Regions from separate parts of the Gossypium arboreum genome. Here region 2 is linked to region 1. A link is a contact called in public Hi-C data. All regions are on one chromosome and are shown on one strand. Each heading gives the region's core, a stretch centred on a gene start, on an enhancer-like site or on the middle of the called end of the contact. The rest is flanking DNA. Distances are from core to core; before and after follow the strand shown. Region 1 holds the start of LOC108460611 (trihelix transcription factor GTL1-like). Region 2 holds the start of LOC108473475.

The links. A called contact is a pair of places that touch in the nucleus more often than the background predicts.
Region 2: a contact with region 1 is called in a Hi-C map of leaf, with 4 times the contacts expected there. The contact joins the promoter of LOC108473475 here to the promoter of LOC108460611 in region 1. A contact is called at or near these places in 2 of 5 Hi-C or Micro-C datasets (both in leaf).

The regions. Positions count from the first base shown.
Region 1 is chr1:27,313,985-27,320,784 of ASM2569848v2, forward strand. LOC108460611 (trihelix transcription factor GTL1-like) reads left to right here and starts at 5,125. Exons shown (of 3, transcript XM_017760173.2): 1 at 5,125-6,285; 2 at 6,716-6,800. The coding sequence starts at 5,903.
Region 2 is chr1:27,499,018-27,505,746 of ASM2569848v2, forward strand. It overlaps LOC108473475, which reads right to left and starts at 5,216. Exons shown (of 11, transcript XM_017775050.2): 1 at 4,949-5,216; 2 at 4,606-4,857; 3 at 4,430-4,508; 4 at 4,225-4,319; 5 at 3,828-3,932; 6 at 3,663-3,742. The coding sequence starts at 4,836. It overlaps LOC108473474 (probable methyltransferase PMT18), which reads right to left. Exons shown (of 7, transcript XM_017775047.2): 6 at 6,225-6,692; 7 at 5,622-6,138. The coding sequence ends at 5,910.

The DNA of each region.
Region 1 (6,800 bases), core at 3,875-6,374:
TTAATAATTTTGAAATAACTATATAAGAAAAAATAAGTAATTAACAAATTCATGGTTATTATACAAATTGAGTTGTTTTACTGTAGTTTTAAGAATACATTTATATGATATTTCTAAAAGACATATATCCCTATTTTAATAATAATATTGTAATTATATATTTTTATAATTTAATAAACTGAATTGGATCAATTGGTGTTATTCGAACTTTGACTCTAAATTTAATAAAAATATATTATTAGTATATATGACTAGTTCTAGAATATTTACAAAACCGAGCTTTTACAACAGATTTTATCACTTGAAACACTTGTATCGAAGTTCTTCATATCGATGAGTCTTAAATGCATTGATTCCTTTCATACCGAATGTGATTTTTAAATGAATTTTTGTTAATAATTTGCTTTAAATGATAATGTTTCTGATTAAATTATAATATCATTATTTGAGATATTATTAGAGACAAAGATAATGACTATGGATAACCTACCATTTTTCAAAATTGGATGACATTGGTACATTTCAACAATAGAAGATGGAATCGGATGAGGATGAAATAAAATATTATAATAAAAATGGAGGAAATTATGAAATAATTGTATCCCTTCCTTTCTCATTTATTCTATCTATAAAGTTAGTAAATTAATCCAACATTAATTTAGTGGAAAAGTATTAAAATAACAAAATTTTAAAATTAATTACAAATATTATTATTTAAATATATGATTAAATTAGTGTTATGAGTCAATTAGACACCAATTTGATTAGAGAAATTACATAAGTGTCCTTCGTATTTAAAATAAGTTATATTATTTTAGGTACTTTAGTCTTTTCATTTAAAAATAATAAATAATTTGCATAGGAGATTTGATCACATGACATTTGCATTGATAAAACTCTAACTTTATCACTCAACAAAAGCTTTACCTTCAATTGTTTTGTATATTTTAATTTTATTATACACACTTTATTACTTCCATCAATTACATATATTTATACTATTATTTAAACACTTGATTGAGTTAGGTCACGAGTTAACTGAGCACCAACTCGATTAGAGGAATTACACAAATGTTCTTCTGTATTTAAAAAAAGTTATATTATTCTAGAGTACTTTAGTCTTTTTATTTTAAGAAACAATAAATAATTTGCATATGATGAGATTTTAACACCGCCATTTAATATCCTTGATCTAGTAAATAATTGTAGTGCATTTAATATTCTTAATCGGTATATTTACATGTTTAAGTTTTGTTTTACTCATAGTTCAATTTATTTTTCATTCTAATATCGTATATATTGCATGTGTTATTATTAATAGCTTTAGACCATATATTTCATTATTTATTGTATGTTATTTTAAACTAATCTTTGTATTTTAAATACATAGTTTTCACATACATACTGCGTGTGATAGAATTTCTAGCAATAATAATGTTGTTGATTGAGTTGGTATTACAAATTAACTCGACATCAACTTAGAATTGATGACAACATTATAATAAACAATTGTATTCATTTAGTATTATTAATCTAATATATTTATCTGTTTAAATTTTATTTTACTCACAATTGAATATATTTTTTCATTTTAATATTACACATATTTTATGTGTTATTTTAATTGGTTTTAAAACCATACATTTTATTATTTATGGAATGTTATTTTTAAACATATCTTTTTGTTCTAAATATTATTTTTCACACATATAAACATGTGATAGATTTTTATTAAAATATTTTATTATGATATTTTTTACCTCATATAATCTAATATTTATAAATGGAGTTTAATTTCTTCCAATTTATGAAACAATTTCTTTTTTTAGAAGATTTCTACTAAAATACTAAGAAAAAGCCTTATACTATTTCATTTTTCTTAAATATAATAAGTTTTAATTATTTTATTACTTTACTCGTGTGTGTTTTTAATTTAAAATTTCAGTAAAATAAAAGAATATTAACCCTGAATTGTGTCCTCATAAAACATAGCCCTTTAATGTGTATGCCATTATTAATCCTGCTTGGCATAACAATGACATAATTAATCATGCTAAATTATGACCCTAAACGAAATTAGGTAAAAAAATATGTAAAAATTTAATGAGATCTGAATTGAAATGGTAAAATTAAATTTATGGATGATTTGATAAGAATAATATTTATATATTTTTAGATTTTTATTGATTCTTAATACTAATTTAATCAAAGATTTAATAATATAAGTCAACTATAATCTAAAAAGTTTTTTTTCTTTTAAATGTTTTATATCAATTTATTTTGGCATGAATTTATTAGATATTTGGGGAAAAAAAGAAATGAATAATTTAGGGATGAAGATTCTTGAAAACCATAATATGATACCAACAAATCCTAATGTTAATTTTCTATGATATGTATTGGCATCATTAAAATGATACCTAATGCCCTCATGCTTTAGATTGAGGGTTTGTAGCTGTCATGTTGAATTATAATTTTGCTTGCTTCATCAACATTATAATTATTTACAAATTTGAATTATTAATTAACATTTATTTCTAGTAATTTCTTTTAAAATCTAAACCAAAATAATACTCATGTTACAATTTTTAATATATATCTAATATGTACCGATTTATATATCTAATTCATAAATTTTAAACTTTTTGTATTTGTTTAAAGTTATTTTTAATAATATTATTTTAAAATTTTAAAATTTTCATTAAAAATATAATGTATTTTATAATTATATCCAATACTAATTGATTGAGTAAAATGACTTTCATTTAATATTAATATTGAATTCTATATATGAATAATCTTTACCTTCTTCTCTTTAATTTAATTAAAAAAAATTAAGATAGAAAAGATTGAACAAGGTAAGGTAAAAGGAAGGGAATGTAAAATTAGTTAATAACAATCTATACCACATATAATTAAATTTATTTTACACCTAAAATTATGTAATAAATATATTTATTAAAAGTTCACCTAAAATTAATTAATGAGTTAGTTACAATGGTAAAATTATTTATTTATCATGCATGATGTATAAATTCAAAATTTTCATTATCTATTTATCAAAATTTTATTGATTTATTATATAAAAATATATTATCATAAAATATAATTTAATCTATATTTGAGAGGGTATTTTAGTAATTTCATAATTGTGTGGTGTCCAATTGACCCGTAATATCAATTCAATAAAACACTTAAAATAAGTATATACTGGATTTTCATACCCACAATGTAGGTGAAAGAAAAATATAATATTAAAATTTTATTTATAAAAAATAAATATTTGAGTTATAGGTGAAATGGTAAAATATTTATAATTAAACATTATGTAAGTCGATTAGGTTAAATCCTTACCTATTACATTTTTAGTTGTTTTATTTAAACCTTTCACATAAAAATAATAAAAGGCAAAAATAGTATTATATTAATATTAATATTAATTTCTTATTGGAAAATGATTTTTAACGAATTTTTAATTGAGTTGATTTTGAGATAGATATAATGCTTTTGATTAAGTTGGTGTCACCTAGATATGATCATGAGTTGGGCCATTTATCTAGGCCTGAAAGTTCGCCTGAAAAGTGAGAGGGTTTAGGCAAAAAATAAGGCTCGCTTTCTGAATGGTTGAACCTCAATTAGTTCTTTTTGCTCGAATCACATGTTGTTCTTTTTAATTATTTTTAATTTGTTAAAAAAATTTATTTCAATATATTTAGTGTATTTAATACATTATATTTTTATATAAATAATTATCTAAAAAATTTATTATGATCGAGCTAGGTCGGGTACAAATTTAATATTTTTAATATGGGTTGAGTTTGAACAAAATTCTACATCATTTAACTCATGATCAAATCTAATATCATTTATCAACCTAGTCTCAACTTTCTAATCTGTAACTCTGATGTGAATTTATCCAAAATTCATTTATTTTACAAAATAAAAACTATTGTTTTGAGGATATTCATATTTTTTATATTTTGATAAACGTAATAAATTATAAGCCTATAATGGAGATTGAAGCCAAGATGTTTGCTGTCTGAATTTTACTATTTCATATTAACATTTAAAATATATTAAAATTGATTACATAATTGTTTCAAAATAATAATAATAATAATAATAATAAAAACAAAAGTAAAGGTCCCCAATGCACATGGAACTTAGAAAGGGGGGGCCGACAAGTTCGTTTAAACAAAGTCATATCAAAGTGACAACACAAGGGGGGCACTTGTTTGCTTAATTGCTTTAACTATGGTTTAAGCCTTTAAAAGGTATGGTAGAGTATGGGATTTAAATTCCTTCCTTTTTTTCTTTAATTGTAAAACACACAATTAAGTAGCCAACGTCTACGTGCATGCTTGTATTACCAAAGGTAATGTAAAGCCTCAATTAACTGCTTGTTTCAAACCTACGTATTTTATTCTAATTTCTTCTTTCTCTATACTTTCCCCGTTAAAACACCCAATTAGAATTTCACAAAATAATAATAATAATAATAATAATAATAATAATAATAATAATAATAATAATTAGAGATTAACTAAAAAAGAAGAAGAAGAGAGAGTTAGATTTAGGTCAATTTCAAAAGGACATAATTGGAGCGGCAGAGAGAGATGATTAGGCTTTGGCACTAGATTTCTTTTTATTATTTGAAATTCCTAACACTCGACTTTCAGACTTGAGATATAGCTTTTTTGCCCCCTTTTTATTTTGGTCTAATTATAGTGTTGGCCCCTATATTTTTTTAAATTTAAAATTTAATCGTTTTACTTTTAATTCTAAAAAGTTATTTTTTTACACTTTTGGTTTATTAATTGAAATTCAATAGATAACATCTTCAGAAATAACTTGTCAAATTGAATTACGAAAAAAGTATACTTCTTTAAAATGGTAGTGAAGAACTTTACAACTCAAATTTAGAATACAAAATCTTATAAATTTAGATTTAATATTTTTATTCACTTATTTAATATTTTATGCTTGAGTAATATTAATCATGTATAAAATTCAATTTAATTGAATTCCAATTATTAAATTAAAATAATATAAAATTAAATTTATATTTAATTATAAATTAAATTTCATATATATAAATATATGAATTGAGAGCGTAATTAAATTGTTTAAAAGGGGAAAAAGAGGAATAATTGAATAAGAAGAAATGTAAGGAGGCAAAAGTGGGTTTAACAATTATTAGCTGCAAAGTGAGAAAGCTCCTGACAACAAAGCATCATCTATACCTCCCTTTGTTTTTGTTTTATCATTTCTATGATTTCAGTTTCATCTTTATTTTCATTTCCCCCACCTCCCTCCCCCCTCTTTATTTCTCTCTCTCTCTCTCTTAATCATCATCATCCTCGTAATCGTCATCTCCATTCATTTGTTCTCTCTCTCTCTCTCTCTCTCTCTCTCTCTTTCTTCTTTATTCTGTCCTTTATTATTATTTTTCTTCAGATCGATAGGCGCAGTTGATTATGATTATACCCTTTCCTCCTCCTCTTCCTCTCTTTCTTCTTTACTGCTGCTAGCTCACCTCCCTCCCTTTTCTTTTTTTACTTCTCGAAGATGTCACCACTAGCTCTTCTCTCTTCGATCTTATCTATTTAACATCGTCCAATTTCTCAACCAACTTTCTCTGTTTTTATTTTTTTGGTTAACTGGGTTAGACCCCATTACAACGTGTCGATCACCGGAGCGGCTCCCCCCTCTCGCATCGAAGCTGTGTGGGGGAGGAGGGCGGAGAAAGAGCAAACACAGTGAGTGAGTGAATTGAAGTGAATTGTTGTGTATGGTATTTCTAAGAACAAATGGAAGTGGAACAATCTTCATGCAACATTCATAGGATATGAAAGATTATTATTGGTGGGAGAAAAATAAAACAAAACAGATTTCCAAGTAGATGCAGCAAGGCGGCGGCAGCGGAGGGCATCAATCTCAATATGGGGAGATGGGTGGTGGTCCAACGACTGATGCAACGAGTAGCAGTCACATGGTGAGCGAACAGTCGGAGCAGTTGGAAGAGGCATCTCCTATAAGTTACAGGCCACCAGCTGCTGCCATTGGGAATCCCGATGAATTGATGATGAGGTTAGCCGAGGAAGGAGATGAAGGGGATCGACTAGGTGACGACCACGGCTGCGTAGGAGGGGGAGCTGGTGGAGTTGCAAGTGGCAATAGGTGGCCCCGTCAAGAGACTCTTGCACTTCTGAAGATTAGATCAGATATGGATGGTATTTTTCGTGATGCCACCGTCAAAGGCCCTCTTTGGGAAGATGTTTCCAGGTAAATCAAACCAACCCAATTTCAGTTCCTTAAATAATAAAATTACAGCAAATTCCAGTAAAAAATTTTATAATCATTTCCTGAATGCATTTCTCTCCATAAGCACATGGTTTCTATCTGTTTCCATCACAATTCACGAGCTGGGGCATCTTCATTTTTCTTTTTATAATTAATTAAAGAATAAGTAAAGGCTGAAAAGGCCCAGATCCGCTGCATGAACTCTAACCAATCCAATCTTTTCCATTTTTATATTATATGTATATGTATATATATTCCTCTTTATTTTTTTACTTACCACTAGTAGTATTATTCACGTCTTTTGAAATTAGCAACCCAGAATTTGAAAATCCCGAGAGAAATTCCTTTTAATTTTAAAAGAAAAGAGTTTGATTATGTGTTATGTGAGTAAACAAGGGGCTGGGTTTGGCAGGAAGTTAGCGGAACTTGGTTACAAAAGGAGTGCCAAAAAGTGCAAGGAAAAATTCGAGAACGTCCACAAGTACTACAAGCGGACA
Region 2 (6,729 bases), core at 3,966-6,465, 190 kb after region 1:
TTCTAACAAGAATTAGATAATATAACAATGGAAACAAAGAATAAAAAAAAATGAACAAAAGATGATAGATGGATTGATGAAAAGAAGAAAGAAGATGAATGGTGTTGAAGACAAATCATTGGATAGATAGTAGCCTAGTCTACTTTGGTGAACTTGCACTAACAAATAACTATATTGGCCTTTAATCAACCCTCTCAATTGACTTGAATTAAGCAAAATGAAATTATAATAAACCTCCTACATAATCTTGATGAATGAAACAAAAGCTCTATAAAAAAGAAATATGAAACTAGTCTTCTAAGAAAATCTCCCTTGAAGTATTTTATCAACAAAAAAAATCAAACATAATCCATATTATGGTGGCTGGGCATGCTTAGCTATTTATAAGAATGTCTAAGTTCTACTTGAATCCTAAATAATTACTAAACTAAGACTTAGTCAACTCTCTTGCAACATAAACCTCCTTAGGCCCAGTCAAACTTTTATTAATCTAAAATATTAAAACTTTGAAATAAATAAATCCAAAAAATATGACTTATGTAAGATAGTCTCACTAGACTTTCCCTTAATCAGATTCGTTAGTCCTTGGCGGACTACCCAACCCTAGAAAATCATAACGGACATCCTCTTCATTCGTTAGTCTCTAGCAGACTTTATAGAACAAGTAGTCCTTGGCGGACATTACACATAAGATAGTCTTTGGCGGACTTCCCTTTTCTGGCGACCTCTTTGCCAAGAAACACTTAGAAAGAGAATCTGGAAAACTGTCTCGCTTTCTCATAACCAACATTGGCTTGTTCATTACCTCTGGTGTACTCTTAATGGTGGATATGTATTTGCAAATATCCATGCACAAGACACTTTCCCCTATTCCTCTTGCCTTCACTTTTTGGCGAGGCCTCTTATCCGCAAGCCTGCTAGCACTCTCATACACCATAACCATTATGAGGGACTTTTCATCACGCGCGTCATATAGTGGTTTTCACATATATGCCCTGATGGGCTTCCATGTTTTACTATCCTGGTGGGCTTCATTTTGTCGTAACGATGAATCTATCCTCCACTGGATCATGTCATGGCTAGCCGTGGACTTTCGATTCAAGTAAGTAGACCATTTTCATCGTGTCGCTCCATAAAGCTAGTAGATCATTTCCATGATGCCACTCCGTCGAGCCAATAGACCATTTATCCAACCAAACTTCCTCAAATCCTCCTTGTTAATTCTAACACCTAAGTGTTTGCCTGCAAGGTCGGACTATTTCATATTTCAGTGACTCCAATCCTCATTCCATCCGTCCATTCCTCCATTACGCCAATTTTCCTATCTTCAACTAACCCACCAAATACTTCCCTTCGTATTCCACATTTTATAAACATACATTTCATACACATTACGTTCACTATTATAGCATGGAGTACATCACATATCAGTTCATCATTACGCAACCATATCATACATTCAGAGAACATACTTGCAAACATTCATATAATTGCACAGCCATATGCATGCATAGCCTTTCCAATCAGCCACGATCATATACAACCAGACCCAGTGCAGAGCATGCAAACATCACAACAACCAACAAACACCCAAAGGTCGAGTACAGAAACTCACCTGCTGTCCTTCCTCCCTGTCAGCTTAATTTTTCCAAATACTAGAGTCTACTCCATTCTGGTTAGCTAAGCATGACAACCAAATATATCAGTTAACTCGAAGGCATTCATCCTTTAAAATCCAAAATCCAGAAACTTACAGAAAACCTTTCAAATTTTACAAAAACCCCTAACTTCTCTTTTTCTCAAATCCACGATTATAGAAAGATTAAGAAACTTACCAATTCATCAAATTCTCATCTTTTTAAACTCAATCCTCATGTTCATCGCTCCATGCAGAGCTTTCCTTGAACTTTTTCTTCTTCGGAACAACTATATAAGAAGATGAAGAAGAGAAGAAAATAAAACAGAGTTGAGAAGAATTTTCCTCCCGGAATGACACTTCTCAGTTACATATAATCTTACATGTGGTCACCTAAAAACCCCATCAAAACCAGTGGCCAACATCATCATGTTTCTAATTCAGGAACCAGTCAGTTCCAACGTAACTAAACCAGAATTAAAACCCAACTAATTGTCATTTAGCCACTAAAATTTTTAGATTTTACAGTAGAGGTCGCCAAACCTATAGTCTCTTTCAATTAACCCCTAACTCTTTTCTTAATTTTGGACCTCTAATGAAAATCGGGTATGACAACTCTCTCACCCATAAATGTTATTTGAAAGCAACTAATTTTGACAGGTTGTAATGGCAAACAATGTTTTTTAAATCAAACCGGTGGTCGAATCGGTCAGGCCACCAATTCACTAGTCTGACCGATCCGACTAGTCCGATTAAAAAATTATTAAAAATTCAAAAAAAAATAAAAAATTTTAAAAATTCTGGTTCAATCCCCCCTTCAATCAGTTTTTTAGCCAATTCAACTGGTTCATACCGGTTCCTGATCTATCCAGTTCAAAGTCACTTTCCAAACCGATCTCCCAACTGGTTCCTAGTCCAACTAATCGCTTCGATTCAAACAACACTAGTTGCAACTAATGTACCGAACAAATTGGAAGGGGCTATATACCAAGTAAAATGCACGTACAGAACAACCTCTACTCTTTCTCATACCAATTTGGTCTGTACCCGAGACAAGTCAAGAAGTTTAAACTAAGTGCGATAAGAGACCATGCCAAGCTTTAAACTATGAGCAATAGGCCTATAACCATATCCTAATGGAAGATCTACACATTTGATCTCAAAAAGGAAGGAATAACAATGGATAAAACACCTAGAGCATAAAAAAATGGTTACCACCAAAACATAAAATCAATCCTAATGATGCAACCAAAGGATAAAGTTAGCAAGATAATGGACACCATTGTCTTTTTATGTCTTCACATCAACAATTGAGAGGGTGTACTCCATGCTTCAAAACTTAATGAGAAACAATGTCATCATTACAATAAGATAGAAAACCATACTAATGACCTCCCTCTTCTTAAGTCCTTTCTTTCCAGTTTGACGATCTTATGATGTCCAAACCTTCTCAAGTGTCTTACTCACTAACTTCCCATCTCCATACACCCACATAATCACACACAAGCAAGCACTCTGTACGGTGCATCCATCAAATCTAATAGTCCTAAACAATTGCACAAGTCCACCAACTTGAGGGTATGAGAGAATCATTAACATGATATGGTTACTCCAAAAGGAAAATAAAACATGGCAAGGATGATTAACATTAGTGCATAAACATACACCAGAACAAGGAAACTAGTTTCTGAATTTTTTCCAATGTTGTACCTTTCTAGGCATTACATCACAAACCAAGAAAGCCTAATTTAAAAGCATGTAGTTACCCATAAAAGAGTAACAAAAAGTAGAGAGGTGCTAGGAGTATGAACACATTTTCCACATTTTCCAATATGATCTTTGCCACAAGTCACCATTTACATTGACATTAAAACATCTCTCAAGTTACTATAATCTCAAGATTACTGCACACTACAAATTCATTTTTCTTGAAAAAGTTCCATTTATACAAAACAAAACTAGAAAGTAAACATGCTTGCTTTTGGAAAACATTTGAAAAGAAAAAAAAAGGATGGCATGCAATTACCATGGACGAATGTCACTTCCATTTGCTCGCAATATGTTCTCTCGCAAAGCCAAACCAGTGTTAAGGAACAACAACCATGCCTAATAGAGCATATACTCAGCATTAAACCAATAACAAAGGAACTGACTCTCAAACAAAAACCCTAAGGAATAATTCATAAAATACCTCGTACAACTGAACTGGAAATGCAGGCAAGCATCCTTCCCATATCCACGATCGTAAAATAAGCAAAATTAATGGAAAAAGAATAAACATTAAGGCAGTCCTATCCTGTTGAAGGGAGGTAGAATTTATTAAGAATATATAGTTAAATTTCAAATATCTTCTCTTTTAGCTTATAAAAAAATGATTCACGGATAGATCATGAATCAGAAAAACTTATACTACAACTTTGAGATGTCTAAATATACAATAGTAAGGGGTAACTAAATGCAAAAAAGAGGCAATATGTGAAATTGAGTTGATGCAATAGTGAAATTGAAGGACATATTGGGATGCCAACAACAAGACAATCAAAGAATCGAATTTTAGAAAAGGAGAGTTATAGTGAAGTAATGCTTACTCTGTAGCTATTATATTCCTCCTTAGCTTTCAACTGGATCTCTTTGCGAGATGCACGAACACTGATTGGTCCCAGAAACATCCTTAGATACCAACCTGCCATTCCCCAATTACCATTTCATTATTAATCAATTCATAACTCTAATACCAGGAAAATTAAATTACTAAAATTTTAAAAGAAAAAAGAAAGAAAGAAATTATTATACCCTGAGCATTGGCAGGAAGAAAACCAGCAGCGTCTCCATCGGTTATAATACATATCGCTGTCTGTAAATCCTCTTCCAGCTGTTTTCAGATCCAAATTTCAGGATTTGTTTCTTTTTCCAAATTTAAAAATGGAAAATGAAAAACGAAAAAAGAAGATGCAAAGTGGGGAGTTTACCTTGTCTGCAAGTTTGGGATCCAAAAGCTTCTGAGAGAGAACGGTAGTAATGGAGGAACGGAGGTGGCGAATAGAGGAATCGAGAGAATTCGCCTTTAGGCGAAGAGATTGCTCGTCGTTGGATATCATGGATATGAGGCCCGCGCCTGCTTCTTGCAACTCTCTGGCTTGCTCCATCACCTTCCCTACTTCTTCTTCCATTTCATTCGTCGATTCCTCCACATTCTCCATCTTCTACTCCTTGGGTTTTTCCTGATTATTCAAAAAAAAAAATTAAAATGAACGATGGTACCATGAAAGGGAAAGCAAATCAAAGGAAAAGGATTTCTGGTTCTTTTATTACGTGGACCGCGAGTAATTTGTCCCGCATTCCCACGCGACACCATTCAAATTATTATTATTATTATTTTAATTTTATTCGTCATTTTGTCCATTTATTTGAGAAAAATTTTAGCCTAAGAGGGTCCAAGTTGACTAGCAGGCAGCATTGGCAAGAACAACCTTGGCCTTTGTTGGCCTCAATGCCCACTACTAGCCAACGGTCTCTTTCGCCTTTTATTGAGTGAGCTTCATAACCCCACATGGGGGCAGGCAGAGCCCCTAAAGCAAAGGATTTTCATTTCAATGCTTGGCTATCACCCTCTAGCAACTACCTATTATCTGTTGCATGGCCATTGGCATTAGTTGGTCAGTTTGATGTTTAAGCTCAAGGGCTGGAAATCAACAATGGCCAATTCCGATGAATATAACTACAACAAAGGGGATTCCTTGGCCTTACGGGCTATTACAAGCTTCTGTACAAAGAGTTGCTGAAGAAAAACCAATTTGAAAGAACTTACAGAAGCTTTTGTTTAAGCTTTTCTTTGGAATGAACATTTTATTTTCTAAGATCACATTTCCAACAGTGCACCACAGTTCTTTGAATATGCGGTGGCTGCTGCTTTTGAAGAAGACAAACAGGTTTATCTTCTAATCCCTACCTTATCATCTCGCATTGCAATGTATATGATTGATCATTTAATTCAAAAACTGTAGGGGTAGGCTACAGAGAGCCTACTTTTCAATTACTGCAGACAGTGTACATATCTATTTAGCTTAAGACAATGGCAGTATCCGCTAGATTTGTAGTACAAAGAGAATCTGCTTAGTATTACAGTGCATCAATGAAATTAGACCATCAATAATTTTAATCAAACCCACCCTTTTACCCTTATCTTGGGTGAAATTTCAGTGATTTTGACTGTTCCCAAGACGAAAAATTGTGACAAATGAAGTGCAGAAAAGAGAGATGATTGAAATCCCAGTTAGAGCTGTTTTTGAGTTGCTTCACCAGTCCAGTATGTTTTGACAGCAACAAGAATCTTCTCTGGATTGAAAGGTCCGCTTTCATGGTCAATTATCTGACTCTTCCATCTCATTCCATCTGTTATACTCTGGATCTTCACAAGCAGCTCCACTGTGTCCCTAAATATAACGGTCCCTTCCGGCCTCAGAATCCGATCCATATCCAGCAAGATGTAAGTGATGTCACACCTTCAATGAAAAATATATAACATCAGTTCAACCACAATTACGAATTACGTGCTCATGATTGAGAATACCACCTCTCATAACATTACCTGTTCTGGTATAAAGTAAACAAGCCACTAGCATGGATGAGATCATATGTTCTTGGATATGTTGAGAATGCCTCACACCAGTCCTGGTAGGTACCAATTAAACCTCGCTCATAAATAACTCCCAAAGTGTCATGATTTGAATTTATAGGGACCACGTTCATGACCCAAACTGGATAATTTAACATAGCTGTTGCAAATCCCCCAATGTAAGCATTCATGTCCATAATATTCCGATATCGTCCAGTGGGAAGTGGACTAATGATTCGTTTGTAATGTGCTACTCTTTCCTTCCAAAGTTTATTATCCTCTTCGAATCTCTCAGCTGTGATGCCTGGTGTTGAGCCACTCCTAATTCTAGGAGGAACAGCGGATGCTCGCTCTGGCCATTTTTCCATTGCCCCACCAGCAACATCATCTGAGCTGCTTACTTCAGGAAGTGGAGTTACACAAGCTTCCAAATTCCGGTACCTTTTTAGCACAAATGACAAAAGGAAAATGAGACCAC